Regions from separate parts of the Salvelinus alpinus genome. Here region 2 is linked to region 1. A link is a contact called in public Hi-C data. All regions are on one chromosome and are shown on one strand. The core of a region is the stretch at or near the end of the contact, and the rest is flanking DNA. Distances in the headings are between cores, read along the strand shown. Region 1 holds the start of LOC139558458 (nuclear receptor subfamily 1 group D member 2-like). Region 2 holds the start of LOC139558413 (serine/threonine-protein kinase pdik1l-like).

Evidence for each region. A called contact is a pair of places that touch in the nucleus more often than the background predicts.
Region 2: a Hi-C map of red muscle shows a contact between it and region 1, with 4 times the contacts expected there. The contact joins the promoter of LOC139558413 here to the promoter of LOC139558458 in region 1. A contact is called at or near these places in 2 of 3 Hi-C or Micro-C datasets (muscle and red muscle).

Annotation. Positions count from the first base shown.
Region 1 is chr29:30,074,607-30,078,343 of SLU_Salpinus.1, forward strand. LOC139558458 (nuclear receptor subfamily 1 group D member 2-like) reads right to left here and starts at 1,772. Exons shown (of 8, transcript XM_071373595.1): 1 at 1,221-1,772. The coding sequence starts at 1,239.
Region 2 is chr29:30,221,586-30,225,322 of SLU_Salpinus.1, forward strand. It overlaps LOC139558413 (serine/threonine-protein kinase pdik1l-like), which reads left to right and starts at 2,029. Exons shown (of 3, transcript XM_071373525.1): 1 at 2,029-2,621; 2 at 3,627-3,737. The coding sequence starts at 3,638. It overlaps LOC139558412 (protein lin-28 homolog A-like), which reads left to right. Exons shown (of 4, transcript XM_071373523.1): 4 at 1-807.

The sequences.
Region 1 (3,737 bases), core at 522-3,021:
TTATTCTATAAATGTCGAGCATACTTTTACAACCTTTTTTAAATACAAATTCCAGTTTTGATTTGATAGAAACGGTGAATTAGTTATTGATTTATACAGCTTTAAATTGCATTTGAAAGATGACATATTTCCATCAAATCAAAACTGGATGTTTTATTAAAAGCAAAGGTTGTAAAAGTATGCTAGATATTTATAGAATAAACCATATCTATTTTTATGTTTCTGTGACAATCAATGAATTAGTTATTGATTTTTACCATTTTAAATGGCTTTTGGCTAATGTCTGTTGAGTGTCCGAATATAAAACCAACTTTACCCCAGTTTTTCACCGTTCATAAAGCATAAAAACCATAGCAATCCCATATAAGAGTCACTTACATAATGGATAGTATACTAGGTTGTGAAATTCTTGGCCGAATGATCAACTATAATTTACTTGACTCACTGATGACGTTACTTTTTGGAACGCACTCCCACGTGGAACAGGCATTCTCGAAATACCCAGTGGTAGAAAACTATGGAACGCCGTTTGGTTCTTTGCAAAATAACCATATGTAAACTATATGCACATGTTGGCCAATCACTATATGAAAAACTTCATCATCACCAACAAACTATGAAAACTGGGTCAGTTTACATTGCTGCAGCCCTATAACTGCATGCAGTTTCACGTGTATCTACACCAGCTCGCAGGGCAGGATCTTTGGCAGAATTATGCAATGTTAACGTCACATCGCTTCTTCACCAACCAGAGAGCGCAAGGGGAGCGTTTAAAGACAGACGTTTATACATCACAGCGCTCCTCAACCAATCAGAGAGAGCGTATACACAGTCGCACATGGCTAGCGACAGGTCCATGTGAGAAAAGGAACCTGCAACACTGTCCCAGCCTATTGATTCTGAAATAATACACTCACTGGCACTCCTAACCAACTTTAACCCAGTTTGAATTAAGGCTGATTACAGTAAGAAAGATCGGACATTAATGAGCAGGTTATTGCAAACCATTTACTTATGTTTTGATTCAGAACATCACGCAACCCTTTAAAATCACGATACTGACAAGTAGACTTGAAGTTGTAACAATCATCTAGGTCACAAAAAACAAATGAAATACTATCAAGATGCAATGTCACAAACAGTTATTGTTTAGACACTAAAATATGCTATAGGCCTACAAATAGATCTTTATAAATGTATTGAGCATAAAATGATTTTACCTGCTTTTGTAGATTCCATGTCCTCGGAATGAAATCCCCTTCTTGCAACCTGAAGTCTGATGACGTGTTAGCTTGTTTTCAGCAATTTTTTCAGTCGCTGGTTGATACTACAGATCAATGAATTGAAGCATTCAAAAAAATAGTCGGCAAACGCATTTAGGCCTACTAGTTCCGTAGATTACATCTATAGCGCAACAGCTACTGTTGCCAATCAGACTTATTTCGCACCGTGATATTTGACTACAACCATATGTCAAAACTAATCACATAAATTCAAATGTATTCGTTTTGTTTATAAAAACGCCCCGAATCAAACCAAAGATTGTAGCCAATTTTTTCGCTTCAGAATGAATCGAACGTTCGTAATTCCGTATCTTTTTTTTCCCGTAGAGCGCTCCAAAAAGCTGTCCGTCTGATGTTTTTTTCTGTAGGCTAAAGATAGGCCTAAGCATATGTATAGCATAAAAATATGTATTTTCTTGAAGGAAACGATAGCAAGGAGTAGAAAGTTATCCTCTGCCAGAGAGATTCGTTGAATGACTGTTTCGATTAGAGCTCTCGACTCAAACTGCTATGCTACCACGTGACCCATTACAGCGGCTCCTCCTTCCCTAGCCTAGCGCTGGTGTCAATGGGCAAGTTAGTTTAGCATGGCCCGGTTCCCCGGGGGACTGGCGATTTCGCTTAAGGACCAATGGAATGGTCTGGAATTTAAAAAAGACTCCTCCCACCCGGGCACCGGACCATGCAAAATGAACAAGCCCAACGTAACCCACTGACACACTTTTTACAGTTCAAAGTGTGGGTGGGGGGGCTATCCCAGCTTTGATGCACCTGTACTGACCTCGCCTTCTGGATGGAAGTGGGGTGAACAGGTAGTGGCTCGGGTGGTTATTGTCCTTGATTACCTTTTTTTCCTTCCTGTGACATCGGGTGTTGTAGGTGTCCTGGAGGGCAGGTAGTTTGGCCCCTGTGATGCGTTGTGCAGACCGCACCACCCTCTGTGGTTGTGGGCGGTGCAGTTGCCTAACCAGGCGGTGATACAGCCCAACAGGATGCTCTCAATTGTGCACCTGTAAAAGTTAAATGAGGGTTTTCGGTGACAAGCCATATTTTTTCAGCCTCCTGAGGGTGAAGAGGCGCTATTGCTATTGCTATTGCGCCTTCTTCACCACACTGTATGTGTACGTGTACCGTTTCAGTTTGTCGTTGATATGTACACCGAGGAACTTAAAACTTTCCACCTTCTCCGCTGTTGTCCCGTGGATATGGGGCTGCTCCCTTTGATGTTTCCTGAAGTCCACGATCATCTCTTTTGTTTTGCTGACATTGAGTGAGAGGTTATTTTCCCGACACCACACTCCGAGGGGCCTCACCTCCTCCTCGTAGGCTGTCTCGTCGTTGTTGGTAATCAAGCCTACCATTGTAGTGTCGTCTGCAAACGTAAAGATTGAGTTGGCACGATCATGGCCATGCAGTCGTAGGTGAACATATATTGCTGATGGGTTCCAGTAGTATATCGTATAGCATCAAGAAACATGATAACATTTCTCCAACATATTGAATACACTGAAGCATAAAATCAGAAATTACTATAACAAGATTTTTCCCACATATATTGAGCTCTCAGGATTTTAAGAATGTAATAAATATATCAAGCAGTTTATATATATTCTAAATGGCATATATTATTATTATATTATAAAATGCATTCTCACATTGGCAGCAAAGGCTTCTTCACACAGTCCAATATAAAACATATATTTTTTCAAATTATTTTCATTATTAAAAAGAATTCAACAATTTAATGTGCGTAATAGAGCATACCAGCTTGTAGTCCTAAACCCGGAAATGAGGTACCTCTGGTTCAGCCTTTCCTATGGGGAAAATGAATTGGGAAAGAATAGTTTGGGATAAATGGCGAAAATAAGGTTTGAGATTAACACAGGTTTAGATCTTATACGTTTTGTTCTTTGAGCTAATATCAGTCAGTTAACACAGCCTTGATTAATTATGAAGACTTTATGTGCTTTTTATTTTATTTTTTACATAAGTGCTTAAAAATTCACAGAAAGTGACATTAGCTGATGAAGGTTATCTCATAGACCCACAGACCCTATTTTCAGTAAAACTGTTTTGATACTGTAACAATTCTTCTAACAGTCTCTTCGGTAACCTACACTCTCACTGTGGCCCCAGATAGGGTATGTTAGGAGAAAAGTGGTCCTCTTGTCCAAGAGGTGAGGCAGAGGCCACAGAGAGGGGAGGCAACATGAGGGCAGACACATGCAGAATGACACACACACACACAGGTAACAGCTTGTTTCTTTACTCAGGAACGAGGGCAAAATGTAGATATCTGGGTGTACGTCTGCATGTGCATTCGAAACACATGCAGCAAAGTAGACGTCACATGTAGCAAAGCACAGCAATCACAGATCAGATCAGTACACTAGTGTTTTCACATAGCTAACCAAGGAGGAAAATAAAGAAGTAGTTGTTTATCAGGATATTGAG
Region 2 (3,737 bases), core at 779-3,278, 150 kb after region 1:
TAGAACATTTGAGGTGCTGGTACTGAGCTCCGGTGAATTTCTGTATAACATGATAATACTGAACCTGAACTCAAAGCAGGAGGGGTATATTACTCTGTATGTAGGTACAACAGCGCCTCTTGAACAAATCACCTTATCTATACTTACCAGGACAGGCAAACACCCTAACAACTTCAAGCAACCTCAATAAACCTCTGATATCTCTGTTGTGTTTCTGAAGGCGTCTACTAGGTCTACTTAAATACTAAAGTGTCAAATATAATCATATTCATTATAGGCTGTTGGAAAAATACCAGGACTTACTGTCAGAAATGCATTTGTTTAATTTTGTTTAAAATCTACCTCTGATCTTTTGATACACTGTATTATGGACAAAAATGCATGCTTGCTTTTGCATATGTTTCTGTCATATGAGTTGAAAGTATGGTTAAAAATATTCACAATCATTCCCCACAAAATTAATACCCAATACCCATTTTCCTCATACCATATATCCTTTCTGGTCACTATCTCAATTAGGCCTATATGTCAGTATTCAATGTATAGGGGTTATAAATGAAGCACAAAACAAACAATAGGCCTGATATTGTGTGTTACTTGATTTCTCTGCTTTGCTGTTTATTAGACCAAAGAATGTAGCTATGTTGACTGTTATCACCAACCACAGAATGTGATACAGTAGGCCTATAGCTCACTTTGACAAATCATGTACCAAGCTTTATTGCCAACTGAGTTGCGAACAACGCATAGTAGTGTTGACATGTGCATCATTGACTCACCTGTTAATAAACAAATGTCAATATGATACACTGCTGGTGAGGCTGTCTCTTTTTAGGCTACAGTTCCTGACAAACTGAACATGTGACAAACTGAACATGATACATCCAGGCTCTATCACATCCGGCTGTGATTGGGAGTCCCATAGGGCGGCGCACAATTGGTCCAGCATCGTCCAGGTTTGGCCAGGGTAGGCCGTCATTGTAAATAAGAATGTGTTCTTAACTGACTTGCCTAGTTAAATAAAGGTTATATTTAAAAAATTTAAAATTAAATGTGATGCAATGCTAGGCCTATATTTGATTAATGGGTTGGTAGTCTAGTGCCTAGAGACTTTAAAGTTGTTTTACAAAGTAACAAAGAAACGTTTCAGGAGACAATGTTTCTTTCTAATAGCAAGTTTATTAATACTTTGTTGCAACATTGTGCACATCTTCTTTCACCCACATTATGGTACCAAAGACATTACAGTATGGAGATAGGCTAAAACGGCTTCTCCAATAGAAATCCCTGATCACACTTGTAGTAGGCGATGTCATGGCGACGTTGGCTAGCTAAGCGCATGCGTAGAAGCACGTCATCGCGGCTAACCGTGGTCTTGCGCCGAACTGCGCATGTTCAAACCGTCAAATCATGGGCACTCCTTCGATATAAAGTTATTTTTGAACAAATTAAAACGTATCAGTTTGCCACTTTCACTAGGTTGGAGTAAGAACAAGTTCAACTACTTAATACATTGGCTCGAATCTAGGTTGTGTCTTTAGATTTCGAGAAAATTAACAACTAAGGAAGAATTTTCCCTTCTCTCATTGACTACTCAAACCCCAAACACAGGCCTGGTCTGTTTGCTCTGTTTAACTACCGTTACCGGAAGTCTCGCCATTGTTGCACCTCTAGGTTTAGAACTCTGTGATGGTGCTGTCCATGGTGCTGTCCCTTTAAGAGCATGCTCCAAACAGATATTGTGATAGGGGAGTTACATTTTCTGCAAACCGTGTTGATCAAGATAAAATACATCATACCGTTCTTTGTTGATACTGCCCACTACCTAAAATAATGGTTGAGCTAAATGTATCTTTCAGAGCGTCATTTCATTCAAGATAATTAACGTATAGTCTGTGTTATGTAAAATATAATGGTACAACCTACATGGTGTCATTGGAGCAAACTAAATATGTCATTCAGGGGGGTTGCCGGAAAACCAATACAATTTTACAAACAATAATTGCACTAATTTAAGATGGTTATACAAAAATGAGACAAATTTTGAATTTCATCGTTTTCCAAGACAACCTATTTCTTTGATGTCAGTGTGATGTCGTTACTATCCTCTCAGAAACGACTCACCCCGGTCAATCTCGGCGAAAGAACGTTGCTCAGTGCGTGTACCGAATTTAAAAATGTATTGAAAATAAATGTTATTTCTGCACGGAAGAAGAAATGTTATTCCTCGTTTTACTGGTGTAATGAAAGCGAGAGGCACCGTGACTGTATACTTTGGGAGGGAGTTGTCAGGGCAATAATCCATTGGCATGAATGTAAAACTATGCAATGAACGGGGGCACAATTGTTATTTTCTCTTTCAGCTAGAGAGGGTTGCTTAAAGGGGGGGCAGTATTTCCCACTTTCGCTTCTACAGAGCACACTGTCTGTGTTGTTTTAGTAGCGAGTCAAGCAAGCGGGCGCGCGCTGTTGATGGGGAACTTGAGCTACAGATTTGCTCAGCACGCTCACAGAACTTGTCTATCTGCGCGACAACGTGTTTGGCTGAGTGGTGGCTAATGGCTGCCATAGAAAGTGAGAAAGACAACAACAAATGAATCCTTGAGAGAAGACGAAAACAGGTAAATGTGTAGCTTGCTAGATATATAGCTAGCTGCTCTTTATTTCCTTTCCTCGTCTTCAGAAGAAGCCAGTTCTTTTGTCTGCTCGTGCGACATGAATGCTTGGTGATGTGCGCAGGTGTGTGGAACTAGTTAGTTAGCCGAATGTGCTAATTTTGTCTCGGCTCATAGAGGACAATATACGTGTACACGATTTGAACAAGCTAGCTAGGTAGTTTACGTAAGCTGCTAAGCAAACGAATTTGTCTACACCCCCCCCCCCCCCCATGTGGTGACAGCTACATGTAACGTTATACAGCAATGATTCTAGCTAATAAGCTATTGCATTTTTAGCCACCATTTTCTTCCCTTGGCTTCCTAGTTAGCTAACGTTAGTTACTGTTAAGTTAGCTACCTAAAAAACAGTTTCGCTTCCGTATTAGCTAACCAATTCCTCTCAAGAGCTTAGCTAATTAAACGTATTACTATTTGATTATATTTAGTTTTATTCTTACATATATTTAGATTTATTCTTACATATTTGGGCAGTCCGCTGACGAACGTACATTTTCCCCTTTCAAAATGTGTCAGCTGCCAGCCATTCGTTAGTGTGCACGTACAGGTCAGAGGGTGAGGGGCACAGTTGATTTGTTTACATTTAGCAAGCTTTGGCCTCTGAGGGTTTCACATTTGCTCTCTTGTGGGTAGCTAACTGTCCTGATTTGACTTGCTAAAATGCGAACACTAACGTTTTTGTTGTCATGCATTTGACATGGTCACTTAGCTAGGTAGTTTGTTTTCCTCAAAATACTTAGACTAACCTAGGCCTATAGCTATGGGTTTTGACGTGCTAAGGAGGAGGGGTCTGTCAACTCACATATGACAGATTAACCCCCCTGGTTGGGAGACTATTCAGTAGGTAAGAGGCATAAGTGTTACATTCTGTTCTGCTGTGCTGCTGACCTCACCTAACGCTCAACAATAATCAGTGGTAACCCATTAACCCCACCACCTCTCCCAGCACAGTGAGGAAGAGGATGGTGAGCAGCCAGCCGAAGTATGAGCTGATCCAGGAGGTGGGGCGTGGCAGCTATGGTGTGGTGTACGAGGCGGTGGTGAAACGCACTGGAGCCCGGA